Regions from separate parts of the Sus scrofa genome. Here all the other regions are linked to region 1. Evidence: chromatin contacts called from public Hi-C data. All regions are on one chromosome and are shown on one strand. The core of a region is the stretch at or near the end of the contact, and the rest is flanking DNA. Distances in the headings are between cores, read along the strand shown. Region 1 overlaps SLC38A9 (sodium-coupled neutral amino acid transporter 9). Region 2 holds the start of PLPP1 (phospholipid phosphatase 1). Region 3 overlaps SLC38A9 (sodium-coupled neutral amino acid transporter 9).

Evidence for each region. A called contact is a pair of places that touch in the nucleus more often than the background predicts.
Region 2: a Hi-C map of subcutaneous adipose tissue shows a contact between it and region 1, with 2.0 times the contacts expected there. The contact joins the promoter of PLPP1 here to the enhancer-like site in region 1. A contact is called at or near these places in 4 of 47 Hi-C or Micro-C datasets (heart right ventricle, psoas muscle, skeletal muscle and 1 more) and 1 of 2 datasets of contacts at active chromatin or transcription factors (skeletal muscle).
Region 3: a Hi-C map of subcutaneous adipose tissue shows a contact between it and region 1, with 1.8 times the contacts expected there. The contact joins two enhancer-like sites. A contact is called at or near these places in 7 of 47 Hi-C or Micro-C datasets (embryonic fibroblasts, heart right ventricle, liver and 3 more) and 1 of 2 datasets of contacts at active chromatin or transcription factors (skeletal muscle).

Annotation. Positions count from the first base shown.
Region 1 is chr16:34,829,768-34,833,906 of Sscrofa11.1, forward strand. All of the region lies in intron 2 of SLC38A9 (sodium-coupled neutral amino acid transporter 9), which reads right to left. Among named protein-coding and RNA genes, the nearest start is that of SLC38A9, 27 kb to the right of the region's middle. Within about 2 kb of position 2,219, at least 5 of the 83 cell types and tissues checked have an H3K27ac peak or open chromatin away from gene starts, as enhancers often do. A contact at or near this core is called in subcutaneous adipose tissue, where this site is marked.
Region 2 is chr16:34,739,462-34,743,600 of Sscrofa11.1, forward strand. PLPP1 (phospholipid phosphatase 1) reads right to left here and starts at 2,063. Exons shown (of 6, transcript XM_013984779.2): 1 at 2,018-2,063. The coding sequence starts at 2,048. It overlaps SLC38A9 (sodium-coupled neutral amino acid transporter 9), which reads right to left. Exons shown (of 16, transcript XR_002339779.1): 14 at 2,018-2,129.
Region 3 is chr16:34,760,442-34,764,580 of Sscrofa11.1, forward strand. All of the region lies in intron 13 of SLC38A9 (sodium-coupled neutral amino acid transporter 9), which reads right to left. Among named protein-coding and RNA genes, the nearest start is that of PLPP1, 21 kb to the left of the region's middle. Within about 2 kb of position 1,785, at least 26 of the 83 cell types and tissues checked have an H3K27ac peak or open chromatin away from gene starts, as enhancers often do. A contact at or near this core is called in subcutaneous adipose tissue, where this site is marked.

The DNA of each region.
Region 1 (4,139 bases), core at 969-3,468:
TGGAGTAAACCATAATTTGAAAAAAGATATATACATCCCAAAGTTCACTGCAGCACTATTTACCATAGCCAAGACATGGAAGAAACCTAAAATGTCCACTGACAAAGTAATTGATAAAGAAGATGTGATATATGTATGCAATGGAATATTATTCAGCCATAAAAAGAATGAAATAATGCCATTTGCAGCAATATGGATGGGTGTAGAGATTATCACATTAAGTGAAGCAAGTCATACAAAGACAAATATCATATGATATTACTTATATGTTGAATCTAAAAATAATAATACAAATGAACTTATTTACAAAATAGAAACAGACTCACAGACTCAAAAACTTTGAAAACAAACTTATGGTTAACTAAGGGAAAAGTGTGGGGGAAGGGATAAATTATGAGTTTGGGATTTTCATATACACACTACCATATATGAAACAGATAATCAACAAGAACCTATTTATAGCACAGGGAACTCTATTCAATATTCTGTAATAACCTATATGCGCAAAGATTCTGAAAAAGAATGGATATATGTGTATGGATAACTGAATCACTTTGCTATACACCTGAAACTAACACAACCTTGTAAATCAACTATACTCCAATAAAAAATAAAAAAAAATATATAAAAAGAAAAAAAGAGAAAGGAATACTACTTATCAAGCCTTAGAAGCCTTTATTGTGGTTCTCAGGAAAGGTAAAGGAGCTAAGAGAACTACTGCTTTGCCACCAGAAAGACACTACTGACAAAGGTCTACACAAACTGGCCTTTCAGGTGGAGAAGGTTGTATTCTCACCCCAGATGGAAAATACTGTAGTAGTCTGAAGAGAAACTATTGTGGTTGTATGGCATGTTAGTTTGCAGACCAGTCTCAGAATAATAAACTGATAAAGACAGGAGTCCAACATGAAACCTGCTGCCAACTAGCTCTTATCAGCTAACTTTTACATACAGGAAAGTTTTATAAATGAAATGTAAGAGATATTTTAGAAAAAAAAGAAAATAAATAGTGCTAGAAAGGGGATTTTGAAACAGGAACTTTCATACATTGCTGGTGGAAGTGTAAAGTGGAATAACCTTTCTAGAAAACAATGTGGCTATATATATCAAGAGCCATAATTGTGTTTTACATACTTTTATTCTAATAATTATCCTTTTGAGGCTATTAGAAGGAATCAAAAAAATGGTATAAATGTGGTATGTAGAAATCTGCTAACCATAGGATCATTTAACTGTGTCTAATCTCTTGGGATAGGACCCAATGGGGGAAGATATGAGAAAAAGGACATATATATATACATATATGTATGACTGGGTTACTTTGCTGTACAGCAGAAATTGTCACAACATTGTGAATCGACTGTAATTTTTAAAAAGTAAAAAAAGGATCATTTACAATAATTAATATTGGGGAGTTTCCGTTGTGGCTCAGTGGAAACAAACCTGACTGGTATTCATGAGGATGCAGGTTCAATCCCTGGCCTTGCTCAGTGGCTTAAGAACCCAGTGTTGTCGTGAGCTGTGGCGGAAGTCAGACGCAGCTCGGATCCAGCATTGCTGTGGCTGTGGCATAGGTTGGCAGCTGTACCTCTGATTTGACCCTGAGTCTGGGAACTTCCATATGCCGCAGGTGCATCCGTAAAAAGAAAAAAAAAATTGTAAGCAGCTTAAAAAACATTATTAAATTATGGTACATTTAAATAATATATATTTATTTAAAATGATTAAGAAATAATTCTTAATATGGAAAATGCTTATAATAAAACTTCTGGAGGCATTTCAGTGATTATTAAGGATAACTTCTATTGTAAATCTTTCTACTATTCCTTGAAACCTGGTACTTTCCCCTTATTTATCATTCTTAGCCTCAGTCGCTATTTTATGGCAGTTAAAAATCCTTGGATGTCACAACATTGTAAATCAATTATACGTCAATAAAAAATTAAAAAAAAAATCCCTAGATGATCTTGCCAAAGAACTCCACATTTGCTTTAAGTGCACGAGGTTCAGGGAGAGGCTGGAGATTGTTTTGTTGCCCAAAAGGCTATTTTAATTAGAACAATTTTGATGGGAACATTTTTAATAGAAGCAACAGTGAGGGTGGGGTGAATTTAAGGTGAGTGACCCGTGCTTTTTTTAATTTCTCCAGACGTACCCTAGGGGCCACAGCAGTAGGAAGTACCAGTCCCTACGATTGTTTATTCCTGAGTCCAGAGTCTCTCCCTGGAGACTAGAAGTTGGTCGCTACGGCCAGAGAGGACAAACCTGGCCCATGGTCTGTTTCATAAGTGACCCATGCAATTATGTATTGTCTAGTGGCTGCTTTCACCCAACAATGACAAAATCGAGTGCATATGCCCCCAAAGCCTAAAATAGTGACTATCTGGTCCTTTACAGAAAAAAAGTTTGTTAACTCCTGCCCTAGACTACTGAATGTTCTCACACAGAGCAATGTCTGCACAGAAACTCCCAAAGCACCTAGCCACCGTCAGTACCAAAAATGACCTCATTCTACCCCTGGCTGGACTTAGCCAAACCCTACAGCACTGTTACTTGTGAGAATATGATTGCTCTTGATAATGCTGGTTCAGGATGGGTTAAATCGATATTTTTTTCTAAGAAAAAATAAGTACTGAATTAAAAAGAAAAAATAAAATGCGTTTGTATATATAACATATATTACATATATATTACAAATAAGTATTTATAACCTCTCATCTTAGTGTTTCCCCCATCTTTTTTTTTTTTTTTTTTTTTTTTTTCTGCTGAGTGTCTATCTCCTTTTCCAAAGTATCTGGCACCAACAGGACTTTATTGAATATTTACCGACAAAAGGAAGGAACAGAAGAACAAAAGGAAAGGAAGAAAGCAGAGAAGGATAGGAAGGAAGGAAGGCAGACAACTAGGGAATAAGTAACAACAACACGTAACAGAAATTTAAATTGAAAAAGCAGCACATTACATTGGATATAATGTGATCTAATAAAAAAGATCAAAAAAGGACAAGAGAAATTATACCAAAATGTTTTAACAACACTTGCCTCTATGTGATAAAATTGTATTTCTTTATGTTTCTGGGTTTTGTTTTCTAGAACCTTCTTTACACAACAAAAGCAGAACAAAATATAACTTCCTCTCAGAAGAGAAAAAAGTTAATTTGTATCATTCCATAGATGCACAGGTGATTCAAACATTGTAAGAAAATGTGTTTTTCATTTTGGATACACTATTTTTATCCTAAATTAAAGGAATGTTGTATTTTCTGAATAACATTTTTCTCATTATTAAAACAGTACATCGTTGTAGTTCCCTGGCGGCTTAGCAGGTTAAGGATCTGGTGTTGTCACTGCTGTGGCTCAGGTTGGATCCCTAGCCCAGGAACTTCCTTTCGTATGCTGTGGGTATAGCCAAAAAGAAAAGGTTGTACATTGTTTATATTCGGGGTAATACAGAAGTTAAATCAGTTAATAGTCTAGTATATTTTCAAATGTGTGTAGACTCGCATACACACACACAGGTGCACACTCACATGAAATCAGTTTTACTCGCTTTTGAACTTTACATAAAGAAGAATCACACAATATGTATTTTTCTGTGTAGCTTCTTTTGTTGACATTATCTTTCTGAGATTCTTCCATATTCTTGTGTGCAGCAGTAGGCTGTTCATTTTCAGAACTGTATAATATTTCATTACATGAAAATACAGTTTATTTAACCATTCCTGGTTGGTGGACGTTGCAAATGAGTGGGGCCTTTTTTATAAGTATAGCACCAAAATAACTTCCTATGTTATTCTTTAGAAAGCATATTTCCTAACTTAAAATGTTAAGATATTTACTTATCTTTTAATATGTAAAAGACCTTTGAAAACATACCTTATGACAAAGGTAGAGAAAAGATTGCAAGAAGAAATCCTAACACAAGAAATCATAGAAAAATTATGTAATAGACTTCTGGAGACAATTTCAGACTAAGACTAAAAAATAATAGGCCAGCCAAAGATACATAATCTGAATACATCGTTTTTACATCAGTTTTTTTTTAATGGCTACACTTGTAGCATATGGAAGTTCCCAGGCTAAGGGCTGAATCAGAGTTGCAGCTGCAGGCCTACGCCAGTCACAGCAACACCAGATCCA
Region 2 (4,139 bases), core at 813-3,312, 90 kb before region 1:
CTGTGGTTTGAATGTGTCTTCTGAAAATTCGTATGTTGAAATCCTAACGCCCAACATGATGGTATTAGGAGGTTGGGCTCTTGGGGGTGATTAGGTCATAAAATCAGAGCCCTCATGAATGGGATTAAAGCCCTTACCAAAGGCACCCCACCAGTCCTCTAGCCCCTTGTGCCATGTGAGGACAGAGCAAAAAGTCAGCAGTCTGCCACAGAGAAGAGGTCCCTCCCGGAATCCAACCACAATGATACTCTGACCTTAGATTTCCAGCCTCCAGGACTATGACAAATGTCTGTTTTTTATAAGCCATCTAGTCTATGATATTTGTTATAGCAACCTGAATGGACTAGGATGATTACTCTCTTTAAAAACTCCAAGATGGGAGTTCTCGTCGTGGCTCAGTGGTTAACGAATCCAACTAGGAACCATGAAGTGCCGGGTTTGATCCCTGGCCTTGCTCAGTGGGTTAAGGATCTGGCGTTGCCATGAGCTGTGGTGTAGGTTGCAGACGCAGCTCGGATCCTGCATTGCTGTGGCTCTGGTGTAGGCCAGCGGCTATAGCTCTGATTCGACCCCTAACCTGGGAACCTCCATATGCCGTGGGAGCGGCCCAAGAAATGGCAAAAAGACCAAAAAAACCCAAAAAAACTTCAAGATGGAGTTTGTGCTGTGGCACTGTGGGTTAAGAATTCAACTGCGGCAGCTTAGGTTGCTGCTGAGGTGCATGTTTAATCCCTGGCCCAGTGCAGTGGGTTAAAGATCCAGCATTGCTGCAGCTCCCGCTCAGATTCAACCCCTGGCCCGGCAACTTCCATATGCTGTGGGTGTGGCCATAAAAAAATTCTCAAAACAACCTTATAAAACAAACCTTATCTCCATTTACAACAACAACAACAACAACAAACTCCAAGATGCTGGATGAAAGGCAGTCCTGCCTCAGCATTCCATTCATACAGCTACATGAAAGGGCGAGAAGACTTTCTCCCATCTTGTCCCCACCCTTCATGACCTCTAGAACATTCATCTGCACACTGGTACACCGAAAGCCCTGGTGTATCAGAGGTGGTGGCAGTGGCAATGTACCTGGAGGAATTACTGACTGCGCACAGTGGAGGCAGCCTTGAGGCTCCTTCACACAGCTGCCAGGGTAGGGCAGGACTGGGCAGGTGACATCACTGGAGAGGGACAGGATGGGGAAGACAGTGGTAGCAGCCCAAGGTGGTCCCAAACTTTTTGGTGTTTCCAGGTGAGATGCTCTTTGGGGGCTCTCAGAAGGGACATTGATGGGAGACCAGAGGTAAGGACAAAAACAGGATCATCACTATTTGTATACTTAGAGTGTACAGCCTTCTGACTGGCATGGCCTAGGGAAATACAGTCCAACCACTGGTGAAATAAAATGAAAACTAACGAGGTAGCTGAGGAGTGAGCCAAACAAACTCAAAATGGATGACTAAAAGCGCTTCGTTCTTTTGGGATGACTGGTAATCTTATAAAAATTTTTCCATCCCAAGGGTCTTTGCAATTGTGATAACTGATGTAATAAAGCTATGTAGTGGCCTTTCCCATCATAGGTTGCTGTGTTATTCTCACATTTGGGAACGTTCCATTGCTTCAAAAATGAACTTTCCCACAGTTTTCTATCCCATGACGTTTGAGATCATAGATGTAACTAGCAGTCAATGGCAGGAAAAGAAAGCTAATACAATGTGTAATAATCAAAAAATGAAGCAAGTTCAGTTCCATCCAAGATGTTAACACAAAGCCAAAGCAATAGACCTGGTGAGGAGAGCCACACTCTGAGGTCTCCCATCCCGTGAAGGAATTGAGAATGATACTGCTGCTTGGCCTCATGGAAATGAAACCATGTGACCACACTTGCATTTTTTTCTAGGAGAATGAAATCCATGAAGTTCAGGCCAATGCTCTTTTTTGGGGAGATATCATGAGTTATCATTAGATTCATTTTCCATCGAAGAACACTTTCCAACGTTTACAAAAGAAATACAACAAATCTTACCTGATGAATTTCTTGGTATGTGTTGAAGCATGAAAACAGTTCAGGGACTGGTGGAGAGGTGTTGTTTGAGAAGCACCCGAGGAGTCACGATCGAGAAGATGCCATATTCCCTCTGTGTGAGGGGAAAACAGATCAAAGCAACAGTCTTCAAACCCTGGATTCCCGGGGGCCAGACACTACCCTGAAATTATCCTGGGGTGACTGCGGGAGGGGCCACATAGATTCTGCAGCCCCCACAAAAATTAGGCTGAGTTCTTCTCTCTTTTGTGTGTTGCTTCTTGTCTAAAATCTATACCTGAAAGTAGGGATTTGCTGCTAAAGGAAAGGGAGAGTGAGCACAAGAGAGAAAGAGATTGAGATTGAAAACCACTGGGGTTTGCTTGAATCCACATCTGTAAATGCTAAGGTTTCTTAGGAGGTGCCTTCTCCCAGCTGAATCCTGCATGTTAATCACAGGCATAGCAAACTCAGTGGCTGTTTTCCTCACTCACACCGGGGATTCATCTACTCCTGGCTCCCAACACATGGTCTTGGCAATACTTGTCGTGGCTGCTTTGTTTCTGAGCCGAATGCTGGAAAATGAGCAAGGCCCTTGGCTGGATCTGTCACACCAACCCCTGGCTGACCTTCCGAACTGTACATCTCCACATACAGGCGAAGAAAACTCGGGAGCCTTAGAGAGGAGAGGGCTGAACTGCTAGTCCTGTCCAGAACTGAGGAAGCTCTGCTTAGGACAGCTCGGATTAAAAGAGAGTCGGGAAAGAGAAATCAGCAATTCCTATAGGGGCCAGAAAACTCATGGAAATGCCAAAAGATGACAAATCCAGAGGGCCTAGAAATTTGGTCACTTTAGCATTCAGCTCCCTGACCTTTGGAAATGACACATTACAGTACTGAGTCCAAAACTAGCTTTGGTAGCTTTGGGTTTTTTTTTTTTTTCATCTCTGTACTCAGGCATTTTAAGATGCTGTAGAGACGTCTCCTAATGTTTCCCACACATCATAATGGCATAAAACCAAAAGAGGAACAGCAACAGCCAGAAAGAATTACGAAATAGAGAATAGAAGACAAAAGAAAGTGTGTGTGGGGGACATCTGCGGGCTTAATCAGTAACTTAATCTGGTAAAGCAAAATTCAACCAGTTAAGAGCAAACATAACCCAGTTAGGTCCCTGTCTCCTAATGAGGTCTCACCCCAACCTCGGGCTTTTGGGCTTCTCGGCCAACAACAGGCAGACATGTCGGTTCCTGCTGGCTTCAATCCTGTCTGGCCTCTGGAACAACGGCCAAGCACTTGCTCATTCAGCATTTCCCAGTCCTGAGCCTCCGCAGGCCACACGTGGCATTATTGGGAGTTCTTTGCTTATTAGTGGGTCTGGAATTTGCCTGTTGCAACCACATCTGGCCCCCAGATGATGGGATTGACCCAGGTGTGCACTAAGCTGTAGGTTCCCTGCCTATGTTTGTGGTCAGTCTGCCTGCCTTGTCTTTTTGGTTCTTGCTTTTTCACTGGGACTGGGACCTGGTCCAGGGCTGACTGGGACTGCCAAGCCTCCCCTGGTCCCTGCCAGTCTGTTCATGCCATCTTCTCCTTCTTACTGCCATTCATCCCCCACAAGACCACACTACAGTTCTAAACTTGTTTTGAAAAATTTAAACCCTACTGCAAAGTTGAGAAAACAGTATGATGAAGAGTCATGTATTGACAGAACACTGAAAAGCAACTATAATGGAAAAAATAAAAATCATTTTTTTAAAAAAGAGCCGTATATACTTGTGATAGAACATGATGGAGGCAAATGTGAGAAAAAGAATGTATATATATGTATAACTAGGTCATTTTGCTGTCCAGCAGAAATTGACAGAACATTGTAAATCAACTATAATAAATTTTTTTTTAAAAAGATCTATATATACTTCACCTAGGCTTACTAATTGTTAGCATTTTGTCACATTTGTTTTTCTTTCTGTCTCTTCCTATACATGCAGACACACACCCAGACACAAGCACACAATAGTTCTGATGATGTCTTTTATGGCTATATATTTTTTCAGTCTGGCTCCAATCAAGGATCATGCATTGGCACTTAGCTGTCATGTCTCTCTAGTTTTTCGTCAAGAAT
Region 3 (4,139 bases), core at 535-3,034, 70 kb before region 1:
CCCATATGGAAAGCAGGTATGGAACTTCTGACTCATCTTTCAGGATCACTTTTGAAGAAAGGTGAATATTAGAAAAGCCTTCTGAAAACAGAAGAGAACACATCAATCACCGAGGGAAAACCAGGACATAAAGCAGAATAATAAATTATCTGCCGCCTAAGAAAGTCCTGGATCCAATATAGACAATCATTTTTGTTCTTCTTTATAGCCAGAGAGGGCTCTGAATTTCATTAGAGGCTGGAATTACTTCATATACTGGGCTGGACATTTCAAAGGAAAATTTCAAGAAATTTTAAAGGAATCTTCCAAATCCACTAGCTGGATTGCTCCTGACTAGATGTTGAATGGATCATTTACTTTTAAAAATCAAGCTGAATTTTGTACTGGCTAAGCCAAATTCTGCTTCTATTTCAGAGCAGCTTGCTGTTGTCAGTGTAGTTCTCTGTATGGACAGGAGAAGAGAATATGGCCCATTGTCCTACCAGATGCAAATTATGGTCCTGATTCAACAAAAAACATCTGTCCTCCACATAGGGAAAGTAAGAAGAGATTCTGAAGCCAGGCTGACCTTTTGTGACATGGCATCCTGCTCTTGCAGAAATTCACATTGTGGTTTGTGATTAGCAAGCAAAAAAAGGGTGGAGGATTCTGAAATTCACATGATTTGTAATTTTCTATTTTGAGGCCAGTGCTAATGATAAAATCTCTATTAAAATTTACTTAGAATAAGCTGATTGTTCTTTTTTGAAAGAAAAAATGTTATCTGACATGGCAGACATTTGTCAGCCAGACATTTGTCTGACAGAGTTGATAATTCATTCCATTATTCTGAACCTTTGGGAAACCATATCCAATAAAAAGTAGGATCAACGTATAACTAATTTCACAAATATCTGCAGTGACTAATGATTCTTTCATTGAAGGTATGCATGACTGAGATTATGTTGGACTACATGTGGATCACACCCTTCAAATTAATCAAATATTTGATCTCTACCTACTTGTAGTAGAATAATGCTTTAATATTAATCTATTTTGGTTTTCAATTCTTTGTACTCTTACCCCTCTTCCATCATTTCAGCAGCAGTGAGGGCTTTCGTTTTGTACCACTACTAGGGTAGGGTCCAAACGGCTAGAATGCAGAGAAAGAAACTGTTTCAACGCCGAGTTTTGAGTTTTAGAAACTCAGCTTTGAAGATCAAGAGCCAAATATGAAGGAGCGTGCCCAATCGACTGTACTCTTGTCAGTAATGAATACTGCAACAGCTGTTTTTCTTTTCTTTTTGTTAATACTGGTTGTTAGAAGATAGTTTTTCCTATTTTATGACTGTTAGTCATTTGTACTTCCTCTTTTGTGAATTTTTATGTTCTTCCCATTTTTGAATTGAATCTTCAATTTTTTCCCCCTCTTATTTACTTCCACATTTATATGCTATATAGGTAGCCAATATTTTTCCAGTTTGATATTTTTTAATGTAGCTTATGATGTTTTTGATCTGTAGGGTTTAACAGTTTTATGTAGACAAATCTACAGCTTTTTTTTTTTCCCCATGTGATTTCCTCCACGGCATAACCTTAAAATAGTTTTTACTCATACACATTTGAGAGAAATATTCACTCTTACTTTCATCTATTTTGTTAGTAGTTTGCTTTGTTGCAACAAATTCTTTATTCTACCAGGCATTTTATTCATTCCATCAGCAAGTATTTCCTGGTATCCATCTGTGTTTGACAAGATAACAGGTGCTAAGGATAAAATAGTAACCATAGGCAATTTGCAAACAACTGAGGATCTGGGAAGGTGGTTTGGCTGCTCTCCGTACAGTACTGAGGCCAGTGAAGTCGGTCAGGGTGGAGGAGCCCTGGAACCTTTCCAAACCTTAGCTTTCTTTCTCAGAGAATCCCTTTCAGTTAACATGGTAAACGAAAACAATTTCTGCAGCAGGCTACATCTGATGAACCACAGAGCATTATTCATGCTCCAGCTACAAGGCAAAAAGTCACCAGAAACAAAAGAACCAAGAGAACTATGTAAGGACATAGAGAAACAATAAAATATACCTGCACCAAGATTTCAAATCAGGATTCAGAGGAGCAGAGTTGTCTGAGGTAATTTAGACTTGGCCTTTGACTGCTAAACAAATAAAGGAAACCTCAGAATGACCAGGAAATGTGAAAAAAATAGAGTAATCTCAACTATAATTAAAGCAGCTGTGAGTGTTTCATGGGAGAGTTGTCACCCAGACAACCTGACACTGCATTTGGGCTTAGGCTGAGGCCTGGAAGGTGCTAGGCCCAATGGACAGGGATTCGAATTGCTTTGTGAAGGCCCAGCACCTTGAGCAATGACCTGAGCAGAGGATCCCTTCAGGCACCTCACTCCTAGTCCCAGGGCTGGTTTGTCCCTAGCTGTCCCACTTGGGCCTAATCCCTCAGTGTTTCAGAGCTGCTGCCTGCTGGAACTCCTATCACATGACGTACTATCTCTTAACATGGCATAGCCAGCATCACTTGGACATTTATAAGCCTTAAAAAATTCCTGGAAAACTGACAAAAAAGGGAGGGGGAAACTGTCTGTAACTTGCTATTACTGTTTCTAATTTGCTGAGCGTGATGGCTAAGTTTGTGTCATCTTGGCTAGGCTCTGGTACCAAATACTTGGTCAAACACGTCTGGATGTGGCTGTGAGGTTCTTTTATAGATGAGATTAACACTTAAATCAATAGATTCTGAGTAAAGCAAATCACCCACCATAGTGTGGGTGGTCCTCCCTCAGTCGTTGGAAGTCTTAAGACTGACATCCTGAGGAAGAGGGAATTCTGCCAGCAGACTGCCTTCAGACTCGAGCTGTGATGTCAGCTCTTTCCTGGGTCTCCAGCCTGCCAGCCTGCCTGGCATATTTTGAACTTGCCAACCTCTACAATCTTATGAATCAATTCCTTAAATCTCCCTCTATCTCTATCTCTTATGGGCTCTATTTTTCTGAGAACCCTGACTACTGCAATGTGTAAAGAACTCAGGTAAACCTCCTTCGGGCTTAGACTGAGGAAAGAGCTGAGGAGGAGGATATCTCCTTAACTTTTTATTTGTATACATGTAACATAATCATGGTTTCACCAAAAAAATCAGGACTAACTAGGACTAAATAGCCCTGATCTGTACGAGGTAATACATCAATATCCCGTGTTCCTACAAGTTCTGGATATTTTAACACCCATATTCAACTTGAAAACCAGAGTTCATATCTTGTGTGAAGCTGGAAAGGTATGAAGACTAATTTAAAAAAACCTTGGATACCAAGTGAAAGCATTTCTACTTTATTCTCTAGGTTGGTGTTTTCCAACTTGTAGACCAGAGAGTTGTTTCAGAGTTTGTAATGTAGATTAAATAAATTAAGTTTCTGTGAGTACACATATAACTGAAGCACTTGGCTGTACAGCAGCAATTATCACAGCATTGTAAACCAAGCATACTTCAAAATTCCTGTTGTGGCTCAGCAGTAATGAACCTGACTAGTATCCATGAAGATTCAGGTTTGATCCCTGACCTTGCTCTGTGGGTTAAGGATCTGGCATTGCCTTGAGCTGCGGGGTAGGTCGCAGACTATGGCTTGGATCTGGCTTTGCTGTGGCTGTGGCCGGCAGCTGCAGCTCCCATTTGACCCCTATCCTGGGAACTTCCATAGGCTGTGTGTGGAGCCCTAGAAAAGAAGGAAAAAAAAAAAAGTAAGTCTGAAAGTTGTATGTGTTTGTTTAAATGTTTTTAGGTACTCAAAGCTATGTATAAGTAGTATAGAAGTTATAATAACTTTTGGTCATTGTTTTTGTCAATCAATAAATACTAAAAATAGAACTATTACTATCGTGTGATGGTCCAAAGAATTTTGTTATTAATATCAAAAGGGATCCTTAAAGTCGTGAGAAATCAGTGAAAGATTTTTTAAGAAAAAAGTCTTTTATTGCTTTTTTCATAAAGATGATACATTTTATAACTTTAGAAAATAGACAAAACAAAAAAGAAATAGTTCTAGAATCCAGAGATACCTAATGTTCATACCAGTTATATAAACTTCTATATATAGGTATATATAAATACAAATGTTTTAAATTCTATACTTACCTAATTGTAATCTCTCTTCA